Linked DNA regions of Mus musculus: regions 2, 3 and 4 are each linked to region 1. The links are chromatin contacts, called in public Hi-C and HiCAR-type maps. All regions are on one chromosome and are shown on one strand. Each heading gives the region's core, a stretch centred on a gene start, on an enhancer-like site or on the middle of the called end of the contact. The rest is flanking DNA. Distances are from core to core; before and after follow the strand shown.

Evidence for each region. Hi-C and Micro-C count contacts between places; a contact is called where the count stands out from the background. HiCAR-type assays count read pairs that join an accessible place to other places.
Region 2: a Hi-C map of B cells shows a contact between it and region 1, with 6 read pairs. The contact joins the promoter of Ell3 here to the promoter of Zfyve19 in region 1. A contact is called at or near these places in 1 of 39 promoter capture datasets (liver), 1 of 484 Hi-C or Micro-C datasets (B cells), 1 of 115 datasets of contacts at active chromatin or transcription factors (astrocytes) and 1 of 9 other capture datasets (pancreatic islet).
Region 3: a Hi-C map of B cells shows a contact between it and region 1, with 6 read pairs. The contact joins the promoter of Pdia3 here to the promoter of Zfyve19 in region 1.
Region 4: a HiCAR-type map of astrocytes shows a contact between it and region 1, with 4 times the contacts expected there. The contact joins the promoter of Map1a here to the promoter of Zfyve19 in region 1. A contact is called at or near these places in 2 of 39 promoter capture datasets (both in liver) and 1 of 115 datasets of contacts at active chromatin or transcription factors (astrocytes).

The regions. Positions count from the first base shown.
Region 1 is chr2:119,207,184-119,210,325 of GRCm38.p6, reverse strand. It overlaps Zfyve19 (zinc finger, FYVE domain containing 19), which reads right to left and starts at 1,606. Exons shown (of 11, transcript NM_028054.3): 1 at 1,143-1,606. The coding sequence starts at 1,196. Dnajc17 (DnaJ heat shock protein family (Hsp40) member C17) reads left to right here and starts at 1,531. Exons shown (of 11, transcript NM_139139.2): 1 at 1,531-1,638. The coding sequence starts at 1,561.
Region 2 is chr2:121,441,077-121,444,218 of GRCm38.p6, reverse strand. Ell3 (elongation factor RNA polymerase II-like 3) reads left to right here and starts at 1,618. Exons shown (of 11, transcript NM_145973.2): 1 at 1,618-1,823; 2 at 2,038-2,073; 3 at 2,396-2,508; 4 at 2,606-2,792; 5 at 2,878-2,957; 6 at 3,048-3,123. The coding sequence starts at 1,692.
Region 3 is chr2:121,412,464-121,415,605 of GRCm38.p6, reverse strand. It overlaps Pdia3 (protein disulfide isomerase associated 3), which reads right to left and starts at 1,704. Exons shown (of 13, transcript NM_007952.2): 1 at 1,401-1,704. The coding sequence starts at 1,567. It overlaps Catsper2 (cation channel, sperm associated 2), which reads left to right and starts at 1,814. Exons shown (of 13, transcript NM_153075.3): 1 at 1,814-2,190.
Region 4 is chr2:121,288,137-121,291,278 of GRCm38.p6, reverse strand. Map1a (microtubule-associated protein 1 A) reads right to left here and starts at 1,677. Exons shown (of 7, transcript NM_032393.2): 1 at 1,407-1,677; 2 at 458-559. The coding sequence starts at 1,644. It also overlaps a transcript of Trp53bp1 not described here.

The sequences.
Region 1 (3,142 bases), core at 357-2,856:
GGGTTCAGCAATTCCTTGTTTCCGGAGTCTTATTCAAATTAGATAAAACTTCAGGCAAAATTCACATGCTTTCTACCATTTTCAATTTCTTACCATGGGGGTGTAGTGCAAAGACAAACAAGGCCCAGTGTGTCAGGTCCCTGGCTTGTCAACAAAAAGAATCAGAGTTGGGTGCAGATCCCGTGCTTTCTCTGTTCTGGTAGAGATGGTGGGAGGTTCGCCTCAGGATAGGGTTGTAACAATAGCTTCAATTATTAAGTACTTAGTGTGTGCCAGGCACTAAGCCTGCACCTTAAAATTCATCATTTGTTATAACCATCATCACTTACATACGTCATCATATTTGATCCTGATGCCCACCAGTATTATCTCTATTTTAACAGGGGCCAGTGAAATTACATGACCGTTCAATTAGATCATTCTTTGAATAAGACAGGGCAGCTGAAATTTGAACTCTGACACCAAAATTGATATGTAAGTGCTCCAATCCTATACACCATGAATTCGTCCCATTTACTTCCCTTGCAGCTCACAAGGGGAATGTGGTTGAGAAGAAGGCTTTTTCATTGTGCCCTGGGGAGAAAAGGGCAAGCTGTGGACGGGGCAGGTTTCAGAACAGAGAGCAACCGGCATGCATGGGATGACTTTAAAGACAGAGATGGAGAGAAGGGGAGTGGATAGAATGTAGGTGGAGATTTAAAAAAAAAGTGTAGCTTTTGGAAACTTTACAATTTCTAGGGTCTTTTCAGCTACAGCACCTCACCGAAGCTACTTTACATTTTCTTAATTTACATTATTTCTTTGTGAGTGTATGCGTGCAGACATATGCATATCATGGCATGTGTGTGGAGATCAGAGAATAACTTTCAGGAGTTCTCTCCTTCCACCATGTGGGTCCTGGGGTTCGAACTAAGGTCATCGGGATTTGCAGGAAGTGCTTTTACCTCACTGAACCTCATCAGACCATCATCTTAACCCGGAAACGGGTGGGCATCCGACCCACTTTACAGAGAGGTTAACCGGGTTACTTCATCAAAACCACACAACTGAAAAGAAGCCGTCAAACGGTCTTTAGCCTGCAACTCCCTTCCCTTCGCCCCGCGTCCTCCCTTGGCCCTTCGGCTTTCTGGGAGTACACTCGCCTCCTTCTTGAAGAGGGTGAACTTGACAGCACAGCCGTAGCACCTGCTCTCCATAGCAGTTCTCGGCGCTGCAGAATTGGTAGGTTAGCCTCTCACCAGCGCAGGGTAGGCCTCTCAGACCCTCAGGTTGTGCAGCCCAGTCCCACACGCCCATCGGCGCTGTCCAGGGGCGGCCCAGCGCGGAGAATTCTGACTTTGCACTCACCAAGGCGGGGCGGCAGCGGAGTGGGGCATGCTGGGAGTCGTAGTTCATTCTCCGCAGCGCGCTCCTCCACAGCCAGTCAGACGAGAATCGGAAGGCATCATCCCAGGAGGCTTAGCGCGCTTTTGGGCCGGCTCGGAGCGAGTAAGCCCCGCGCCCACGCACACGCTCAGACTCCTGGGAGTTGTAGTATCAATTCAAGTTTGGACTAGAACCATGGCGGTGACCAAAGAGCTCTTACAAATGGATCTGTACGCGCTGCTCGGCATTGAGGAGAAGGCGGCAGACAAAGAGGTGAGAACTTGATAGGCAAAGCAGTTCTTCGGTCCTCGCGTCAGGGCGCGCGCCTGGCTCCGGCTTTCTATGCTCCGCCCTATCCTGGACCCGGAGCGAGGGACGGCCAATGACTAAAAAGGGGGCCTCCGGGCACTTCCTGAAAGGCTTGAGGACTGGGTTAGGGAGGGAGGCATTGAGAACTCTGAACTGTGTGACCGTGCTGTCCCTTCTGCCACACTGTTTGGAGGCCGGTTGAACCTGAGAGCCCAGGCCTGCTTTTTTGCGCCTGCGCAGCATCAGTTTGTACGCTGAACGTTTTACCTGTCTGTCTGGAGGTGTTTGGTTTTAGTCTGTTTTAACTTCAGGGGGATCCTAGGAAGAAAAGTCTCTAGGCTCTAACTCCTCCCCTCAGCCCCTCTTCTTTTTCTGGATTTGACGTTGAGGCCTAGAACCTAGAGGCCTCAGTTTTCTTTTCCTCTTTTTAAGTATCAGATGTTCCAATGTTGTCAGTGCGTGCTGCTTAGCGGGTTAAACAAGAGGATCAGAAGGTTAAAGCAGGTGGTGTGGGGGTCCACTTATCTCAAGTGCTGTACTTAAGGTTTCTGTTATTTACTCTTAGATTGTGGTGGCAATAGTGACAGTACACGCAGGGGAGTTCATTGGATAAAAAGTAATGCCCACCGGGCTGGGCATAGTGATCCAAGCCTGTAATGCACTTGGGCGCTGGAGGGAGGAGAATCAGGAATTTAAGGTCAACTTCAGTTTCTTGTGGAGTTTAAGGTCAGCTGTCTTAACGTGTTTAAGGTGGGGGGGGGGAAGAGATCCTTTTTATTTATTTATTTTTTCGAGACAGGGTTTCTCTGTATAGCCCTGGCAGTCCTGGAACTCACTTTATAGACCAGGCTGGCCTCGAACTCAGAAATCCGCCTGCCTCTGCCTCCCCAGTACTGGGATTAAAGGCATGCACCACCACCGCCCAGCAAGAGATCTTATCAATGCTCTTATACTTCTGGACTGCTTGTCCAATGCTTGAGTGTCAGAAAGAGTGCTCTGGGGCAGAAAATCAGGGTGATTGGATTCTTCAGTAAAGTTGTGGTCATCCTGCTCAGAAAGCTTCCTGAAGATTTGGCTGAAGTCAAAAATGGATGTAGAAATAAATACTCGTAAAGCACAGGCTTTCTCTTTGCAGCCCTGGCTGTCCTGGAACTCACTCTGTAGACCAGGCTGACCTGGAACTCAGAAATCCACCTGCCTCTGCCTCCCAAGTGCTGGGATTAAAGGTGTGCGCCACCAATGCCCGGCTCTCTCTCTCGCTCTCTCTCTCTCTCTCTCTCTCTCTCTCTCTCTCTCTCTCTCTCTCTCTCTCTCTCTCTCTCTCTCTCTCTCGAAGAAAAGTTGATGTAGCCCTGGCTGTCTTGGAACTTTCTATGTAGATCAGGCTAGTTTTTCCGAACTCACAGCGATAAATCTGCCTCCCAAATGTTAGGATGCCCCGTGCCCTGCTTTTGGGATCCAGGCTTTT
Region 2 (3,142 bases), core at 369-2,868, 2.2 Mb before region 1:
AGAAGAAAAGAAGAAAAGGAAAGGAAGAAGAAAGAAAAATAGAGGGCTACCACTATTTATAAAGTTAATAAACTGTCCTCCACAGAAATGGAATGGCTCAATAGGTAGGTAAATGTATCTGTGGTTGCTGTTGGCAACTTGTTGCCAAGATTTTAAAGTCAGTAAGCCTGGCCGTGGTGGCGCATGCCTTTAATCCCAGCACTCGGGAGGCAGAGGCAGGCGGATTTCTGAGTTCAAGGCCAGCCTGGTCTACAAAGTGAGTTCCAGGACAGCCAGGGCTATACAGAGAAACCCTGTCTCGAAAAACAACAACAACAAACAAACAAACAAAAATCAGCATTACTGCGAATATTTCCCTGCATATAGGAGTGTATTGTTCTTATACACATATTGTACATGTTCTGAGTGCATTGTTCAATGGGTTTAGACAAATTATTTGTTTTGAGATGAACAGCATTAAAATCACTTGGAATTACACACACACACACACACACACACACACACACACACACACACTAATATAAAATATATATCCCAGTTATTCGATCCCAGTTAGGAAAAAAGGAGATAAGAGAGTCTGAGAGACATAACCAAACACAAATAAATAAAGACAGGAAACACTGGCCTGAGATTTGTCGGGGGTGGGGTGGGGTGGGGTGGGGGTGGGGGTCTCAAAACCATAGGATCTGTAGCCCTGCTGGGAAACTTGCAGGCACCTTTTAGTCAAGAGTAGAGGCTAACACATGTAATCCTAGCATTTGGGAAATATAGGCAGGAGAATTGCTAGTGAGTTCAGCAAGAGTGATCTACATAGTGAATGAAACCCTGTCTAAAAGAAAAAACAAAAGACTCAAAGAGGAGGGGAGAGTGCCTTTAAAGGAGCCAGCTGTGGTTTCGCCACTTTCTCTTATGTTTATTAGGCTACATAGTAACACCTGGGAGTGAGTTACGGCTTTCTGCTCTCTGATTTATTATTTTATTTATTTATTTATTGCCACAACTACGCCCGCCCCACACCCCCATCCACCGATAGGCTTGGCTCCAGTCCCAGATAGCCAGACTTCCAAATCTGCGAGGCACCCACCCACCTGGCCTTACAGCCTCATCAAGTCCCTTTTAGAAACCAAATTGGGATCCGCCTCAGCAGACGCAGCAACTCGGGCGGAAAAAGAAAAAGGATTGCACTGGTCCCTCTTGGGGTCTGCCATCCTCTGGTCCCTTAGGTACTTCGGGGCCTCGGAGGCATAAATGACTCAATCCGACTATCAACCAGTCTCGATTCCCTCCCCTGTGAGACTGAAACCCTCAAGTGGTTTCAGGTTCAGCTTTTACTTAAAGACAACGATTTTGAATCCAGAATGGGGAAACTGGGAAAACTGAGGCAGAACAAGACATCCTGGGTGACAGGTCAGACCCTCGAAGCAGATCCTTTCTCATTAGACCTGGAATGCTCCTCATAGTGTCCAATACTGCCCAAGCCAAATCAAGAAGAAACCGCTTGGGTTCTGGCCAGCAGCTGAGGTGAGTGAGGTACCGCCCACAAGGCCAGGGAAACTTTGGGGCGGTGCCGGGGGTGGGGTCATGGTGGAGGGCGGGACAGACCCGGAGGGCGGGAGTGCCAGCCTAGGCTTGCACAGCAGAGGTGGCCCTCACCTGTGGTCCCGGTTCTGCATGTGCGCGACTTTGGCACCATGGAGGGGACCCAGGAAGCTCTGAGTGGGAAAATGCGGCTCCTCTTCACCCCCGCTGCTCGGACCAGCCTCCTGATGCTAAGGCTCAACGAGGCGGCGCTGCGGGCATTGCAAGAGTGTCAGCAGCAACAGGTGAGACTGGCCCCCGGCCCCTTCTTCCCTTCCCGGCCAACCAGACCTTGGCCTCCCAAGGCTATGCTGGAGAAGGGACTTGGGGTTGTGCGGGTTTTCAGATTCCAGTCCCCCCGCCTCCAAGTGAAGCCGGCCAGGCAGGTGTCCCCAGCCTCCTCGATCCTGGGGACTTTGCTTCCTTTGTGTTCAGCTGGTGTTTGGGCTCTTCCTGCAGGTACGGCCAGTGATCGCTTTCCAAGGCCACCGAGGGGTAAGTGCTGGCCGGATGTGCGAGGGAGGTTGGGGGTGAGAGAGCGTAAGCGTGGGCTCCAGGAAGGTGAGCTCTGGGCCGGAGCTTGCCAGAGGTCACAGTCTGAGCAAGTTATGAGAACTAAACCCTATGAAGATGTGGGGCTGTGGTCCCAGGAGACTGTGCAGTCTCAGCCTCTTGGGGGAACTCTGAACCAGCTGCACCTGGTGTGCTAACGAGCCCCTTGGGGATTTGTCTTCAGTCTTAGAATTGTTTGGGGAGGAGTGGCATGGACAGGAGGAAGAGGGGCCGGCTTAACTGGGTTTACCATTCCCTACCCCAGTACCTAAGGTTTCCAGGCCCGGGATGGTCCTGCCTTTTCTCCTTCATAGTATCCCAGTGTGGCCAAGAGGGCACTAATGGTGGCTTGGACCTTGTGTACCAACGCTTAGGCAGGTAAGGACAAGGTAAGAGAAGTTTGCAGGAAATGGGAAGAAGTGTTCAGAAGATCTCCAACTCATTTTTCTATTGTCTTTCCCACTCTTCTTTCAAGATCTGGGCCGAACTGTCTCCACTGCCTGGGCTCCCTTAGAGAGCGACTCACTATTTGGGCAGCCATGGATACTATCCCAGCTCCACTGTTAGCTCAGGAACACCTGACTGAAGGTACCAGAGAGTCTGAGAGCTGGCAGGACACTGGAGACGAACCTGAAGGCCATCCCCAGCTGGCACCAGATGAGGTGAGACTAGAAACAGCAGGTAGTCATCATAAGGTGGGACACCCAGGTCCAGGGAGCCAAGTTTTCCTATAACTTCCCCTGACAGGTGTCTGACCCACTGGCAAGCCACCATGAACAGTCACTCCCAGGATCCTCCAGTGAGCCCATGGCACAATGGGAAATGAGGTACTGAGACAGGCTGGGTCTCCTCTCTACCCTTACATTTCTTTAATAAGCTCTCACCTTGGCCTCTCCCATTCCTTCCAAAAATCCTAGGAACCACACTTATCTTCCAAGCAGAGAGCCTGATCAGTCCCTGCTTTCCCCTGCTAGCCAGAAACGCCTGGACAAGGTAAGCAAGGACTTTAGTC
Region 3 (3,142 bases), core at 455-2,954, 2.2 Mb before region 1:
AGAGTAAGAAGAGGTCAGCCTAGAGTGTACAGAGACTTGTTTCTTAAGAATATATATGTTCTCATGTGTGTGTGTTTCAATGGGGATTGGACATGCTAGGCAAGCACTGAACCATATTCCAAAGCCTTGACTAAAAACTCTAATTGTGTAAGAGCCCACAATTCTTCAATTGTATGACCTCCTTCAGACAAAGAAGCCAGACCCAAGCGACACCCCCTCAGTTAACAGCACCATTATGTAACTATGATAAATTCGGAGAGAACACGAATTCTAGAGACATATAGATGCTATCTATAATGTGTAATCAATGTGACTGTCAACCACAGAAGCCTGAACTGAAACACAATTTGCTTCCTGCCTCTTTAGGCAGTCTTCACTACAGGACTTTTGAGTGTGACCATCTAAGTCAGAGAAGCTAGAGATGTTAACAATCCCACTGGGTCAGAAGCAAAGGTAAGTTACAGTGTAACTATCACACTCTGTCTTACTGATACTTTTGAACAGGTTTGAATTAAGGGTCATTGTGCTAGGAGGGAAAAAATATTGACATCCTCTAAACTGTATGCCCTTGTAATAAATAATTGGTAAATTATCCTATCCACTACTCTAAGTGACAAAACTAGAAATCCTATTTGCTCTCCCTTCCCAAGCAAAGTTTTTATTTGGGGTCACACCCACTCGATAGAACTTACCCTTTTCTTAGGTTAAGCAGTGGTAACTTTCTTATCCAGAATGTTATCATTTTCTAGAATTATTTAATACTGAAATTATGATAGGTCCTAGTGAAATAATTCTTGTTGGTTTACTCTTTTAATAAGAGGCCTCTGCAGCTTAATGTAAAATAGTGTAAGCCATGCCATGAACCAACTAATGGCCTGTCTCAAGAAAGCACTTAGGATCTTTCTGCAGCTACAGAGTGACCTTGGTTAGAAACCAATGGCTCTAATGGGGTGGAGACAAAAAGAGAAAAAAAAAAAACCCCAGAACCTCACCACTTAAAAGAGGACCTCTGCCTCCTCTCTGAAGGCTTTGGGATGCCAGCCTTGTCTGCAGACCTGGGGACACATACACTGACTCACCTAGATACTGAAAGATAGACCGGAGGGGGAGGGGATGGGAGAACCCTCCACATAGGAAGTGCTGCAAGAACGCGGAGGTAAGGACGTGGCCCTACCCTGGAGTTTAGGCTTTCTGCTTTCCGGATCTGCCCCCGTCCCCACCCTACCTCGTCCTCACCCCACCCCCCACCCCGGGCGGAGCGCCTCCCGGTTCCCCACCGACTGGCAATGAGGCAGCCGCAGCCAGGCCTGCTAGATAGTGGAGGGCGCCCGCGCTGCGTAGGCCCAACCGCTCCCGCGCCCAGCCGGTCCTCCGGCCCTGATCCCGCAAAGTGGCCTCACCAGGGGGCGAAGAACTCGACTAGCATGAGCCCCGCCGAGCCCGTGTCGGAGACGCGACTCTCGAAGTTTTCGTCCGTCAGTTCCAACACATCGGAGGCGGCGGCGAGACGGGCCGAGGCGAGCAGCAGCGCCACGCCCGGGAGCAGAGCTAGGCAGCTGAAGCGCATGGCGGCGGGTCGCGGTCGGAGGGCCGGGACCGGAGAAATGAGATGGGAGAGCCCGCAATCTGCAGCCGCTTGCCTGCGCTCGCGCGTCTGGCCCGGGCAGACCCGCTGCCGAGGTCCCAACCCCCTAGGCCTGCTCGGGGCCCGCAGTGTGGCAGCCGCCGATTGGCTGCGTCACGCAGCGTCGGGCGGGCGGAACAGCTGGTAACTGCCGATTGGCGGGCGCGCGGGGCGAGGCGGGGCGGACGCTTAGGCGAACGCCCGCCGGTCTGGCTGTGGCGGAGGCCTGGACGGGGGGTCGGTGGGAAGTAGGGGGCTCAGCGAAGCCGGAGCGGCCCTGAGCGCCACCCGCTGGGGAGGAGTGAAGCTCTGGGCGCCGGCGCGGAAGGCGGAGGGGTGAAGTCAGGGCTGAGTGGGCGGAAGTGAGGCCCGCGAAAGGGCTGGAGGGGAGCTTGAGCTGTCTGTCCGGCTCCCTCCCTCCGGGGCATTGGGGCGCGCACGCACTTGAGCGCACCGCGACACGTTTTCCAAATGTCAGGCTGTTGCTTTGTCCAATTATAGGGCGTAGTAAGTCTACATCCTGCCGCTGCCCTACCTCGTATCCTGCTTTGTCAGGTCCACGTGAGGTCTGTATTCTTTGTCCAGCCTTAGGCCTCTGCCCTCCCTGCCTGCTGCTCCCCCCCCCCCCATTGTTGTTTGTTGGTTTGTTTGAGAGGGTGGGTAGCTGAGGATTGAGCCCAGAACCTTGCACATTGCTGGGCAAGTGATCCAACACTGGATTACATCCCTAGTCCTCTTTTGACTTTTTGAGTCATGTTCACACCAAGGTGTCCAGGCTGGCCTTGACTTCATACTGTAATCCGCGAAGGTCTAGAACTTTCCATCCTCTGGCCTCAGCCTCTCGAGTGGCTGAGACTGATAGTGTGCACTACGTACTAATAGGCACAGGCTCAGCTTTCACCTTTTTTTTTTTTTTTTTTTTTTTTTGAGGCAAGGAGGATTGGCTGCCCTGGAACTCACTATATAGACCAGGCAAATGTGGAACTCAACAGAGATCCACCATCCTCTTGAGACTGGAATATCTGTCTACACTGCCTGCCTTTTAAACTGATTTTTGTTTGTTTTTCAAGATAGTTTCTCTGTGTAGCCCTGGCTGTCCTTCACTAGGCTGTCTTTGAGCTCTGAGATTTGCCTGCCTCTATCTCCAGAGCGCTGGGATCCAAGCCATGGGCCACCTGCCTAACATTTAAGCCTAATTTTCAAAAAGAAGTGTTTAATTACAAATGCTGTCAGAAAGTGAAAATAACCCGAATATTTAGTTAGCTGTGAAGATATTTCTTATGACTTTTGTTTTTGTTTTTTTTTTGTTGTTGTTGTTGTTTTTGGCTTTTCGAGACAGGGTTTCTCTGTGCAGCCCTGGCTGTCCTGGAACTCACTTTATAGACCAGCCTGGCCTCTAACTCAGAAATCCGCCTGCCTCTGCCTCCCAAGTGCTGGGATTAAAGGCGTGCACCACCACTGCCTAGCTTCTTATGACTTTTATGTCTTTTGCTTAGATGAAAAACAAAATCCGTACCG
Region 4 (3,142 bases), core at 428-2,927, 2.1 Mb before region 1:
TGCTGATCTGATCAGCCCTAGGTGGCAGCCTTCTGTTCTGCTCTGAAGATCTGCTGGCTAAGCCAGGAGGAAACAGAAAAGAATCCTGGAAGGTGGGCTGTGAGAAATAAGGGTCTGGGGAGGTGAATGAGGCATTCTGGGATGTTTATAAAGAGAAGCAAGAAAGCTGGGGTATGCAGAAAGGGAACACAGAGGAAAAGCTTTTACCTGCGAGTGGTTTGATCACTTTCTTAGTGCTTGTCAGCTGCTGTGTACAACAACGTTTTTCCTGACAAAATTATGCTCTACCATCATATTGAGTGGTTGCAGTGTGTACTGGGCATTATCCACAGCATGTGTAAATAGCTGTGGAGCCATCAAAAGTCCCTCCCTTTTTACCTACCCAATCCTCCCATAAGGCCAGTTCTGGCCTGGATACTGGACCCAAAGGACTGAGACAAATAACCCTAGTCCTAACCTTTGACCTCTGAGGAGAAGTGAGCTAGGTGCCGGGTAATGAAGAGTCTCAACTGTTGGTTCAAGTCAAAGGATGATAAGTCAATATTCCAGGAGAGAATCCCTGTAAAAGAAAAGGGGGAAAAAAAATAAGAGGGTTCTAGTCAAAGTCACCCACAGAAAGCATTGCCAAGCTCCTGGGAGAGGAAAGAAATGGGAGGTGATGCCTCCAAGAAGGATAGCTAGTACCTGCTTTTTCCCCTTTCCAGAGGGCAAAGAGCAGAGTTTAGAATGGGCTTACTAATAAATGAGCTTGGAGTTTTTGTTTTTCAAGGCAAAACAGTTACGGTAGAAGTGACACGCAAGGGTCTATTTCCATATACTGTAGGTTTCCATAATGATCCCTCTTGCTAAATCAGATTCTAGATTCTCCTATGCCCCCTCCCTTGCCTCCATCCCCTGCTTCCACCCGCAGGTGGCTCCGCAGCACTGCGCCACAGGCACGGCTGAGGGAGGTGAGCTGCAGAGCCACGAAGGTCACTCTCTAAACTTGGCTGCCAGCATTCAGAGATTTGAGATGTGTACCTCGCGTTCAAAAACCTCCCCTAAAGAAGAAATTGTAAGGTAGGGACATGGACTTTTCAGGGTCTGATGAGGACTTTCGGATATATGGTCCAGTGGCTTCGGGAAAGGGGTGTGACCAGAGGGACCCCAGGGTCTCCACGGAGCTTCTCCTGCTCCTGCTCCGGGACACTGCGGAACAGAATGGGGTATGCAGAAAGGATGGGCAAGCAAGGTGTTGGCAGCTCGAGAGGACAGAGGCACATTCATGGAAGATGCAGGTGACAGGGTCGCAGGTTTCGGGAAGTGCACATAGAGATAGAGGAGACAGAAATGTGCACTGGGAGATGAATGCAGATGGCGGAGAGGCATGGATGGAGTACTGCGTAAAAGCCAGGAGAGCGGCTCACCTTGTTCAAGGTGGGCCCGCACGGCCCTCAGCTGACTCTCTGTACCGATATCGCCGATCACGATGAGCAAGGAGTATTTCCGCAGGTCCCAGCGCGCTGCCGCTACCGCGGCACCGGCCTCGCAAAGAGGCTCCGCCGGGTTCTGAGCTGGCGGTGCACCGAGGCTCTGGAGCCCCAGCTCCGGAGTTGTCTCCATGGCAACGCTGCCAGGCCGCGCGGTCCCGGCTTCGGTCGCCATGGAAACTCCCGCGGAGTGTTAGGCTAGCTGCGTCCGCTGCGGGGAGAGTGCGCGCGGTTCTTAAAGGCCGGCGGCAGGAGCCGTTCATTGGTCACTGCCTTCTAGGGGCGGGGCTGAAGCGCCGCAGGGGCGGGGCGGGGATGCGGTGGTTGTGCCGCTATGGGTGGTGGCTGCAGTCATCCACCTGCAGTTTTCCTGACCAAGTGCCCCTCTCCGACTTGAGCCAGGGTAAGGGTTCTGCGAGACCCAGCCGAGGGCGGAGTCCAAGGCGCGAGAACAACATCCATCTAGTTAGGCTGTGTCTGCGTTGAGCACAGTGTGGGAGGCAGTTCCGCAGCTTCTCTCGAACCTTGGGGAGCCATCTTGCCCTTCGCTGTCTCGGGGTTTCTATCGTGGTCTCCATCTGGCAATTATCGTTGTCTCTATTTTTCCCCCCGCCTCGCTGCATGCCAGGGTCTAGGTTACCAACCTGGGTTTCCCCGTCCTTGCCCCGAGCTCCGGGCGTGGTCAATCAGGCTGCGCAGTATTGGAGGGGACAGGATGACCTTCCTACCCTGAGTCCCTGGAGAGTAGTTATTCCAAGGATAGTGGTTGGCTAGTCTCCATATTTGCTGAGTGCAATGAGCTCAGACTGCAGCAAAGAGTATTTGAGTAAAACCCAGGAAAGACTTCCCAGCTACTAGGGATGTGACACAGTGGATAAATTTAGGAGACCATGTAATTACTGTACAGAACTGAATTAATATTCTCTGTCTTTCCCTCTCCTTCTCTCCATCCCTTCCTTTCCTTCCTCTCCCCTTCTCTTGCTGAACCCCCAACTCCCCATTCTTCAAAGACTCTCCACCACTACAGCTGATCTTACCCTGAGTCATTCTGTTGTGTGCATCAGAGAGAAGGCCTGTGTTTAGGCTCCAGTTATACTTGCTTTTTCTTCCATTTACCTTGCACTTTGGAGATGGTAGAAGAGAAGAAAGGCTACGGAGATGATTCAGTTGGTAAAGTACTTCCCTGGCAAGCAAGTGTTCAGGTTCTCAGAACTGTAAAAAAAAGCCAGGCACAGCGGTGAGCACTTGGAATCGCAGAGATGGTAACTAGGAGGGAGAGACAGATGAATCTCTGGAAGCTCGCAGGCCAGCTATACCATTGAGAGACCCTGGTATCTATAGTACAAAGAAGAAAAGGGTGTCTGAGGGACACCACTCCAGGTTGTCCTCTTGCACTCACATGTGCACACATGAAATCCTACTCCTTAAAAGGATAGAAAAGAGGTAATAGCTGATACCTCAAGCCTGCCAGTGAACCACGTTCTGACTGTTAAGTACCTCACAGAAATCTTAGCCCTATCTTGAAACATACTATACCTAACCATCCAGTCCATACTGTAAGTACTTTGGACATGCCATGAAAATCCTTTCTGTAGCAGAGACAAGAAAACTACTCTCAGGACATCAGATGGTAGGGTGCCTCTTCCCATACACTGCCAGCTGCAAACCCGAAT